2 separate regions of the Pan troglodytes genome follow, and region 1 is linked to region 2. Evidence: chromatin contacts called from public Hi-C data. All regions are on one chromosome and are shown on one strand. The core of a region is the stretch at or near the end of the contact, and the rest is flanking DNA. Distances in the headings are between cores, read along the strand shown.

Evidence for each region. A called contact is a pair of places that touch in the nucleus more often than the background predicts.
Region 1: a contact with region 2 is called in a Hi-C map of stem cell-derived neural progenitor cells, with 5 times the contacts expected there. The contact joins the enhancer-like site here to the promoter of DLG1 in region 2. A contact is called at or near these places in 1 of 7 Hi-C or Micro-C datasets (stem cell-derived neural progenitor cells) and 1 of 1 datasets of contacts at active chromatin or transcription factors (stem cell-derived excitatory neurons).

The regions. Positions count from the first base shown.
Region 1 is chr2:200,679,741-200,685,105 of NHGRI_mPanTro3-v2.0_pri, forward strand. BDH1 (3-hydroxybutyrate dehydrogenase 1) reads right to left here. Exons shown (of 7, transcript XM_016942570.3): 7 at 871-3,646. The coding sequence ends at 3,177. Among named protein-coding and RNA genes, the nearest start is that of BDH1, 61 kb to the right of the region's middle. Within about 2 kb of position 1,626, at least 13 of the 24 cell types and tissues checked have an H3K27ac peak or open chromatin away from gene starts, as enhancers often do. A contact at or near this core is called in stem cell-derived neural progenitor cells, where this site is marked.
Region 2 is chr2:200,454,416-200,460,143 of NHGRI_mPanTro3-v2.0_pri, forward strand. It overlaps DLG1 (discs large MAGUK scaffold protein 1), which reads right to left and starts at 3,689. Exons shown (of 25, transcript XM_063806507.1): 1 at 3,580-3,689; 2 at 2,229-2,278; 3 at 1,391-1,522. The coding sequence starts at 2,247.

The sequences.
Region 1 (5,365 bases), core at 376-2,875, 220 kb after region 2:
CAGCAGACAAGCAGTGAGGGTCTAGGTGCCTGGTGACCCCAACTGGCTTTGCTTCCAGCGCTGTTGCGAGCCACAGTGTTATGTGATAGTGAAGAGTGCCACTCAGGAGACTTTTGTTCTGGCCCTGGTCCTGCCCTGGATTTACTGTGACACTGAGTGAGTCACTTTCCTTCTTTGGGCCTCAGTTATGTCATCTATAAAATGGGAATATACACCTGTTTTGTCCTCTCACCCTTTTTTTTTGTTTTGTTGTTGTTGTTTTGTTTTTTGAGACAGAACCTCTCTCTGTTGCCCAGGCTGGAGTGCAGTGGCATGATCTTGGCTCAGTACAACCTTCGCCCCTGGGTTCAGTCGATTCTCCCTGCCTCACCCTCCCAAGTAGCTGGGGTTACAGGTGCCCACCACCACGCCTGGCTAATTTTTGTACTTTCAGTAGAGACAGGGTTTCCCCATGTTGGCCAGGCTGGTCTTGAACTCCTGACCTCGGCGATCCGACCGCCTGGGCCTCCCAAAATGCTGGGATTACAGGTGTGAGCCACCGCGCCCGGCCACGCACTCTGGTAAAGATGAAAACTACGTCCTGCGCCCTGGTAGGTTCTAAGCTGCCGGAAAGCGAATGGTGAATATGAGATTTGAGTTAGCACTGGAGTTATTTGGAGGGACGGTAGCCTGGGCTTTTCAATCACTGGAAATGATTAAAAGCCAGAACAACCTACATAGGCCGGCCCAGCAGTTCTAGCTTACTCAGAAGATCCCAGTAGACGCCCATGCAGCTTCTCCGACGTTCGGGTCTGCTGATCGGGACCCAGAGTATGTGGCCCCCCCTTCCTCTAGTTCCCAGGCAGGGACGCACACGTGCAACTCCAAGGCTCCATCTATTTTCCTTTAATAAACTTCAGCACGAAAACAAATTCGCCCAACATGTAAAAATGCAATTCCGAAAGGATCCTGCTAGAACAAGGTCCACGGTACAAAAGCATCCTATGGTTATGTAACTGCAGTGGCCACCAAGCGTCCCCCTCTGTGCTCTGGAGGGTTTTATGTAACTGCAGTGGCCACCAAGCGTCCCCCTCTGTGCTCTGGAGGGTTTTATGTAACTGCAGTGGCCACCAAGCGTCCCCCTCTGTGCTCTGGAGGGTTTTATGTAACTGCAGTGGCCACCAAGCGTCCCCCTCTGTGCTCTGGAGGGTTTTATGTAACTGCAGTGGCCACCAAGCGTCCCCCTCTGCGCTCTGGAGGGTTTCAGCCCTGCCTGCCTCCCCTCCCTCCTCCTAGGGGAGCTGGGACAGGGGATCCCTGTTTGAAGACAGCGGGGACAAAGGCCCGAGAGGCGAGCTGAATTTGCCCATTGTGAGACCCTTCTTCCTTGGCACTGCCTGAACCCCACAGCCCACTCCAGCTGCCCGGGTTCTTCTGCCTTCTCCTGGCACCAGCCTCCAGGTTCGGGCCAGCTGCTAGGAGAGCGAGAACACTGTTTCTAAAGGGTGTTGCTTGCTTCTTTGTTCCCAGTTTCCGAAGTGAGAATCCCGAACGCCGTGAGAAACCTCGGGCTCGGGCGGCAGCTCGGGAGTCTGGGGCCTCGGAGGCCGGCGCCGGCTGCGGAGGAGGAGCGCCCTCTAGCGGCAGGCCCAGCGCGCCCAGGGAGAGGCGGAAACGTTGAGTCCGATTTGTAAGGCGGGCACTCGGGACCCTGCCCCGGGCCGAAAGCCCCCTGGAGGACAGTGGCGTTTGGTTTCGGTCCCAACATACAGGCCCTGGGCAGTTGCAGGGATGGCAGCTTTCAAACTCAAACCCAAGAAGTGATCATGCAGACCCTGCCTCAAGTGGCATCACTTCTTAATTGAAAATAGGCCGAGGCGAGGCGGGAATGAAGGCCACGCTGAAGCCCTGCAGAACAGGGGCGTGTGTGTGTGTGTGTGCGCGCGCGCGCGCGCATGTGTGTAAGCACCACGTGAGGCAAGCAGGGACCCCAAATCCACTGCTAGGGGAGAAGATGCCACAGTGCCCTGCCATGGCACCACTGCTCGTGCCAAGCCTGCCCCATCGACACTGGCCCCACCCAAGGCAAAATCAAGCAGACCCAAACCAGTAACAACTTATCCCCTTAGCCAGAGAGCACCTCCACACAAGTCTATCCTGAGTCCTAAAAGAGGATGGAAAAATCTCAAGTAAAAATCTCATGCCTGTAATCCCAGCACTTTGGGAGGCCAAGGCAGGCGGATCACTTGAAGTCAGGAGTTCGAGACCAGCCTAGCCAACATGGTGAAACCCCATCTCTACTAAAAATACAAAAATTAGCCCGGCATGGTGGTGGGTGCCTATAACCCCAGCTACTTGGAAGGCTGAGGCAGGAGAACCGCTTGAACCAGGGAGGCGGAGGTTGCAGTGAGCGGAGATGGTGCCATTGCACTCCAGCCTAGGGGACTGAGCAAGACTGTGTCTGGAAAAAAAAAATCTCCAGAAACATTCCCACCCCCTCCATACAGCCAGCTCTGAGTCACTGGCTGCTGGCTGGCCAGTCACACAGCACCATGGACATGCAGAGGTACCAGTGGGCACTTGGTATGTGCTGCTCAGATGAGGACACAGAGTTAGTCAGAAGATTCTTGGGCAAATGGATCCAAAACAGTCCTGGAATGCAAATGTGAAGTATTTCCACAGCCGTGGTGGGAACACATGACTGGCACTATTTATAAGCGATAAAAGGGTTATTTCATGCATCCTCTTTAAGCTGCAAATGCTTCATGTACAAAAGAAAAAAACCTGTCCTTTTCATTCATGAGACTGGCTTAAGGATCAAAGGAGATAATTTTTAAAAACTGATAATTTGACTTGAAGACATAAAGGAGTTTTGATTCTATTCTACAATAAATCTGTTTTTAATATAAAGATGTTTTCTTAAAATCTCTGTATGAAATTATCTCCAGAGAGATAGATTCACCATGTTTGCCCTGAGATTTAGGGGCCCCTGCCTGCCACTCCACACCCTCTTTGTGAAGGCCCAAGTCACTCACTATGCAAAGAAGTCATTCCCTCTAGTTAGTGTTAAAACCAGTTATGGGTCTTCCTGGCATGGTGGATAATCCACACGTGGATAATCAAGAGTTGACTATATGGGTTCCTCCCTCCCCTCCCCTTCCACCAGGGATCCCTGACAGAGGCCACAGCGAGACTCTTCAGCGGATGTAGATCATGTCGGAGATGGCTCCAGGCAAGTGGGTCATGATCTGCATTCGCAGCCACCAGTAGTAGTCCATGGGGTGGTAGCGGGTGTAGGGGGTGGTGGCGGTCAGGGCGTGTGTGACAGCATCGATGACAGGGGACGTGTCTGTGGAGCCACTGCTGCAGTAGGTCTCCATCTTGGCGATCTTTTCATCAAAGTACTTCTTGCCGTAGTCCTTGCGCACGACCTCAGGCAGCTCGTCCCACATCTTCTTGGCGATGGCCTGAATGCTCTCAGGGCTGTAAAGGCTGGTGGCAGCGATGAAGTTGCCGGGCTCCACCACGCTGACCTTCACGCCCAGGGGGTACATCTCATAGCGCAGGCAGTCCGAGAAAGCCTCTACCCCGAACTTGGTGATGCAGTACGGGGAGCGGGCCGGGTTGGCCATGCGGCCCAGCATGCTGCTGATATTGACGACGCGGCCTACAGAGGGAGACAGAGATACCTGCTAAGGCGTTACTGCCCTATGACACAGAGGAGAGAAGTCTGGCATGTCTCTAGAGGCTTGGCTGGAACCACTTCTGAGCCACCCAGGAGCCTTCTCATTCAATAGGCAAGGCCAGCTCAGGCCCTCGCATCAGCATCGGCACCCCTGGTCTTCCCTGGGAACCTGGCTGTGCCAGGCAGGACATGGGAGGACAAGTGAGTGAGAAGCAGCAGGGCACAGTGTAATGGGCAACACGCAACTGACTCAAAAACCAGATCAAGCCCGATGCGGTGATAATTTGGGGTGAAAACACGAGGGGAGAAGTGGGAGGCGAGACAGCTGTCTGTGTGGATCTGAGCTTTCACTATAGGCAAGGTCTGGTGCTGGTGAGGGAGAAATACAGCCTGAAAGCTTCCTCTTCCCCTTATGGAGCTTAAAGTCCAGCTCCAGTAGTACGACGTGCAGATAAGTAGCACACTAGGGCCAAGTGTCTAGCCACTGACAGCAGCCCTGGCGATGGGGGTTGGAGTGCAGACGAGGAAGTACCTGGGGCTGCAGCTGGGAGGGAGCCCCGAGACAGCCCTGAAAGAGGACAGGACCCGTACTGTTAGGCCCAACTCCCCAACTCCATTCCACCCTGGTAGGGTGGAGCCTGGGTGGAGACCAGGACCGCCTGGCAAACAGAGCAGCAGGCAGGGGCAGGGGCAGGATTTCTGAACCTGACTTCAGGGCTAGGACATGAGGAGAGAGTCCTGGGCACTGGGAGAGTGTGGTGATCCCCCTCCAAAGGCCACAGGCCCAGCCGGGGGGCATCAGGGGCCTCCCACAGCTCCTGCTGGCCCTGGGAACAGAGGGGTTGGAAGTGGATTGCATTTGGCCCAGCTGGGGAAGCCGAGGCGGATCTGGGACCAGTTTTCCTGGGAGGGAACTCAGCCCATCCAGGTGTGCCCCCGGGAGGGAACTCAGCCCATCCAGGTGTGCCCCCGGGAGGGCACTCAGCCCATCCAGGTGTGTCCCCGGGAGGGCACTCAGCCCATCCAGGTGTGTCCCCGGGAGGGCACTCAGCCCATCCAGGTGTGCCCCCGGGAGGGAACTCAGCCCATCCAGGTGTGCCCCCGGGAGGGAACTCAGCCCATCCAGGTGTGCGCCCGGGAGGGCACTCAGCCCATCCAGGTGTGCGCCCGGGAGGGCACTCAGCCCATCCAGGTGTGCCCCCGGGAGGGCACTCAGCCCATCCAGGTGTGTCCCCGGGAGGGCACTCAGCCCATCCAGGTGTGTCCCCGGGAGGGCACTCAGCCCATCCAGGTGTGTCCCCGGGAGGGAACTCAGCCCATCCTGGGGGAGGCACCTTTCAGAAAGCTCTAAATTTGAAGTCACTGAAGGGTTGGGGTTTCCATGTAAAACCCTACAGCTGCAGGCTGTGTTCATGCTTGTTGTTGCTAGGACTTCACCATAGATGTATGGATCTTACCCTTTTTGCCACAATTGTTTGCTATGCCAGACAAAAAAATCCAAGTCAATGACTTCTAAAGTGGTTTGCTCACATTTGGCCACCCACATGGTTTGGGTGTTTTGTTGGTTTTCCAAATTTCTAATCTTGATTTTTACTATTGTTCCCTAATACCACAATGATCTCATTTTTTAAACTACGATATAAATAACCCATAGAATGAATATGCCAGATTTTACTAACCACACCTGATTGATACAAAGAT
Region 2 (5,728 bases), core at 2,439-4,938:
TGCAACAGTAACTGCACCAAATTACTAGGCTCAATGTTGATTTAGAAAACAAATAACTAAAAAATGCTTTTTGCTGTTTTTCCAGAAGAATCCAATTTGATCATCCATTCGGACCTTAAACCTCAGAAATTCAAATGTGTAAAAAATGTCCATCAATGTAAACAAAAATGGCAAAATGTGAATTTCTGGAGCTGGGTAACAGTTAAAAGGCAGTTCATTACACTGTGCTATGTATCCTTATGTTTTAAAAGTCTATTAAAATGTTACATTTTTCAAAATTGTTCAGGTGCATCAAGTGGTCTTTACAAAAATCTTTCATTCTAAAACCGTAGAGAGCATCCATTTATCAATAATGTAACTGACAGGACACACTGACTTGAAAGTAGTCTTCAAATCACACCAACAATTATTCTATCAACAGATAGATGTAAGGCCATATCTGACTGGAAGTTACTGAAGAAATAAATGTAATATAATTAAGTATATGTCTTCTTATGTTAAAATGTTATATAGTTGATAACTAAAAAAAAAAAAAAAAACTTCATTCTTAGAATTGGAAGAGACAAACTTTCTAGTTCGGTGGTTCGCAAACTTTTTGAGGTACCTGGACAAAAGAGCCAGACAAGTCACCTTGTTTTACACATAGGAGATTATACACAAAATATGAGATGATGCTTTTAAAAATGATTTATCTACTTAAAAAAGGCTTTAAACCCATTCTGCCATTTCAACAGCTACATTCTACAGCTAATATGGTGGCATAGAAAAGATTAAATGACTTGGGATATATCATTCAATTAGTGGCAAAAGAACTCAGGACTCTTATTTTTTCAGTTCTTTCAAACAATGCACCACTTCAAATTAAGTTACAATTAAGAATAAAACTTTCCATTTTCTTGCCTGTAAAATACGGTTACTAGACAAGATCATCTCTAAGATCATTTTCCAGGTCTAAAATTCTGACTCCATGAATGCCAAGCTCAAACAGAAATCTACATTAAGGGAATGAATGTTCTTCAACACAGCAGAACCCTTCACACGCTTTCAATGACTTCAGAGACACGCCAGTCAAATACAGAAACAAGCTCACAGTAACTCAGTCATACCTTTTAGGTCCTTAAACATCTGTGCAACATCTTTTAATAGTTAATGCTATTAAGATGTGAAACAATGTTCTCAAAAGCCACTGAAATAATCCTGAAAGTTTTTTGGTTACTAGTTATTTTAAGAAAGGACACTGGCCTATGAAAAACACACAACTCACTGAAGATGTTCAAGTTACCGAATGCCTCAGAGAATTAAGTACATCATTTTCTTAAGTTTAAAATAAATGAATTGAGAGGAGCATAAAGCCTAGCTGGCATAATAGTTACGAAGTTTTAATTCCCACCTATTAAAGCCTGAAAGAGGTTGCTCTGAAATATGTTAATAACCCGTTCTATGGAACTTCTGAGCTGTCTGTCTTCAGTTTGGCTTAGTTTTGAACGATATTCTTCCAAAAGGTGCAATGCTCTCTGGGTATCTGAGAAGAAAAAGCAGAGCCTGATTAAAACTCTCTATTTACAAAAAAAGTATCACATACTAGTGCAAGTAATTCTGCATGACATCTAAATAGTTCCGCAAATCCTTCAGGTCAATTGATGTCACTATGTTCATGTACACATATTCCTTAGAATGACCAAAAAATAAAAAAAAAAATTAAAGAAATACAAGAAAAATTTAAACATATATCACATTAGAAAACGGAGGAGAGTGAGCAGTTTGGAATAAATGTGTACTGGTAGTTTGCCAAAGTAAAAGATCAAAGTATTAGCAACAGTTTCAGATTACCTGATATGCAAAAGCAGATTATCTACAATTTGTCATCATAATCCAAATTTTTAACATTTCAAAATACAAATTCTTAGTATCCTACAGTTGCTCACAGAATAGTGCTTAGTAAGAATGATAGAGTGAAATACTAAAACACCAATTCAGGGTTATTAAGGACATCTGTTGGGGGTGGCTAACTGCCTCTCTTAATCACTAGAGAAATGTTAAGAAAGTTTAACAAACATTTTCGTGTTTCCATCTTCTGAAATGATATGAGGCTTAGATTCCCTAAGCAATAAAGCTAGGACCGTGCTGTCTCATCAAAGTTACACAAACGATTCTAAAACGGCAATCAAAAAACTGACACACGGAAAAGCAAGTGACATCGACAACAGAGTTACGGAATAAACTCTCACCTTGCTTCCGGACCGGCATTTTTCTCCAGAATCAGGAAGAGGGCACACACCTTTAAAACACACAACGGAAAGGAAAAAGGATAGAATCATGTTAAACTAGCATTTCCCCCTATCGAAATAGAAAACCCTCGCAGCCTATTTGAAAACCCCACGTTCCAAAGTTTTACCAAGTCAAAGAAAGAGTCTCAAAACGCAGCAGTTGTCTGTCAATGTGGAAAGCTTTTCCTTGGAGTGGGTACCCCTCCAAATTAAGAACAGACAGAAGTCGGCTTCCAAACTCTCCTCGAAAGCGTCCCCTCCCCAAAGAGCCTAGACCTGAGGCCGCCTCTTCCCCCGCACAAGTATCCACACTCCCCACCTGCTACTGGGTACGGGCGGGTGAAGCGCTCCGACCCTTGGCCCCTGAGCCAGCAGCGGCCGCAGAGCGCTGAGAGGGGACCAGCGGGACTGGCCGCCCGCCCTGCTCGGGCCCCCTCCTCTCGCTTGCCTTTCTCCTTGCTCGCTGCCTCCGGGCTGCTCCAGCGGGGGCCGGACAGGGCAGCGGCCGCTCTCCGCGACGCCCTCGCGCCCCGCATGCACACCTCCGCGGGCCCCCACACCTGCGGCGCCGCCACAAAGTTGCGGTGAGCGGCGTGCGCTCGGAACTGGGGTGCGCCCCGGCCAGACTCGGAGCAGCTCCCCAGCCCGGCCCCGCTCCACGTACCCCCGCCCCGCCCGGGGCCCGCGGAGCCGAGCGGAGGGGGTGAAGGGACGGGGGAGGAGCTCTCCTGGGCCGCCGCACCCCCGCGGCCTCGTCCTCCTTCTCGGCCGCGCCGCCTCCCCGCTCGCCGCGGCCCCCCGGCCCGCTCGCCCAGTTGCCGCCTGCACGCCCCACCCCCGGAACCTCGCCTCCTTCCGCGCCCCCAACCGCTCTCCCCCGAAACTTTCCGCCAAGATGGCGGCCCCCGAGCTGGCCTGCCGCGCTCCCACGTGACCGCTTTCCCGGCGCTCTCAGCCAATGGGAAGTGAGGAGGCGGCTCGCGCCGAGCCCCGGGCTCCCCGCGCTGCTACCTTCGGGTTGGAAGGGGGAGGCGGGTCGGGGGAGGGCAGGGGAACGGAAGGGGTACCCGGGGAGCATCCTAAGGGAACCTCTTCGCGTAAAAGGGCGGCCGCTGAAGTGGCTCTGAGAACGAAGGAGTTAACACTCGGACTCCACAGGTGGCCCGGGGTGGCCCTGGAGGGGCCCGCCTTTACCTTGCCCTAGCCCACCGGCGTGTCCCGCGGTTCCGAACTAAACGCGCCAGGCCGGGAAGGCTCGGGCTGTCTGAAGAGAGGCGTGACCTCGCCTACACCAGATCCAAGGCGCACATACCGAGACACCCCTTAACCTCACTCAGCAGTGCCGTTTCCAACTCCGCGGCAGAGACAGCGCCTGGCGACCCCGGGGGTAGATCCCCACCGGGGAAAAGCCGCCTTAAGGAGGAGCCAACTGCACCTCCCAGGGGGCGGGGAGGGCGGGGCCTGGGAGAGGGAGAGGGAGGAGTTCGGGGAGGGGTGCCAACTCTGCATTGCCTTCCACTCCAGGCTGATTGTTAAGTTACTCTTCGTCCCTTAGTAATAGGCTTGGGGGGAGGGGTTTCATTAAAGAAGGACATATGAAATAGAGACACTGGTTAACTTGGCAAGAGTTTGAGGGTTATAGTACAAGATTTTTAAGCCTAACTGATTAATTCCGAGTATGGTATACTTAAGGGTGGGCAGAGAAGGTTTGTTCATTCATTCGCTCATTCATTCATTCATTCATTTCCCTCAAGCCTGCGTCCCCGCCCGGTCAGCATCGCAGGTGTTACCCAAACTCTGACGGTCCCTTTAAGAACTCACCTGGAGTCGCGCCCTCCGAAGCTGAGCCGCCCTCGGCCAGCGCTGCAGGTTTGTTTCGTGCGCACCTCCGGGCGGAACTACCGGCCGGCTGGGACCCCGCTCCCGGTCAGAGCCACCCAGGTTATAGAAGGGGAATCTCGGGAAGCTTTCCAAGTCACTGCCCACGTCTTCGAACTTCCTCTGGGTGACAAGGACCTCCCTATTAGGAGGTCCAGAGAGAATTTGCCCAAAGTTACCCCGAGTGAGTGACAGAACTGGAAACCCGGAGATCCTGTCTTTCAAAACCGGAAGGCTCTTCCCAGTAAACCTGACGGCCTCTGACTGAGGCCGTATCCATTGGCTACCAAAGGGAAGGCCGAGGAACCTCGTATTGTAACCTTAACAGCTACTCAGAGGTATACTGATCACTGGTTTTACTTTTGGATTGCACCTTAGAATCCTGACTGTAAGGACCCGCCGACTTTAGAACCTATCTAGGACAAGGAACCGAGGTCCGGAAAAAGGGAAGCAGCTTGTCCAAGGACATAGACGCTAATCAGTAACAGAGCAGCCGAGAACTCAGGTCTCCTAGCTCTAGTCCAGGGCTCTTTCTATTGTGATTTTGGACAACTTGACAGAGAGGTATGTTGGTATGTTGGCAGCAGACCTCTGTGCTTTCCCGGATCAAGCATCCTGGGATCTTGAACAACAGTTAAAGCAACATTGCATAGAGAAAATGGGATAGAAGGGTCAAACGGTCCTGAAGGCAGGGGTGTCCTAAAAGCCAGGAACTTAACAGAGGGACGGAATTTATTTAGTAGTGAAAGTGGCTCATGACAGGCATCATACTCTCAAGACTTCGCTGATGGACTGTGAATGGGATGGTTGCAGTAAGAAACCATTCTAACAATGGAATCTCTTCAGAATTCAGAAGAAACAGGGAGGGAAATTTGCCCTCTCCCTTGATAACATTTATTGTTCATATATGTTCACTTGCTAGGAAACGGGGATAGAAATAAATAAGATCCAAGTCCTGCTCTCAAGGATACACAGCCTTGTAGCAAGTACACAAAGGCCAATGCACCTTTTCCCAGGGAACACTGAGGAGTCAAAAACAAAATTTGTGTGAGTTCTCAATGTCATCCTAGCCTTCCCCTTAAAGCAAAAAGGAGGAAGGGGAGGAAAGAGGACATGTCCTTTTTTCTTGTCATTCTGTGTGACAGCCCTATTTGGTTGTCAGCAGTGTACAAAAGCAGCAGTGAACCCAGCACTTGTTCTACCCCTTAGCCTAAGGTGCCGGCAGCAAGTGCCTAGCAAATGAACATATATGAACAATGAATAAAGGCCCTTTACTCTTCATTCCTCCTTTCTACCCATCTTTATTAGTTACTTATTGCTGGATAAAAAAAAGTTCCTCAAAGCTTAAGGGTTTAAAACTTATTAGCTTAGTAAGTTAAACAGTGATAAATATTATCTCAGTTTCTGTGTGTCAGGAATTCAGGAGCGGCATAGTTGGGTGGTTTTGGCTCAGGGCATTATGATGTTGCAGTCAAGAAGCCTACCAGGGCTGCAGTCATCTGAAGGCTTCAGGGGGACTACGGGAGGCTCTTTCAGCATGGATCATTCACATAGCTAGTAAGTTGATGCTGGCTATTGGGCGG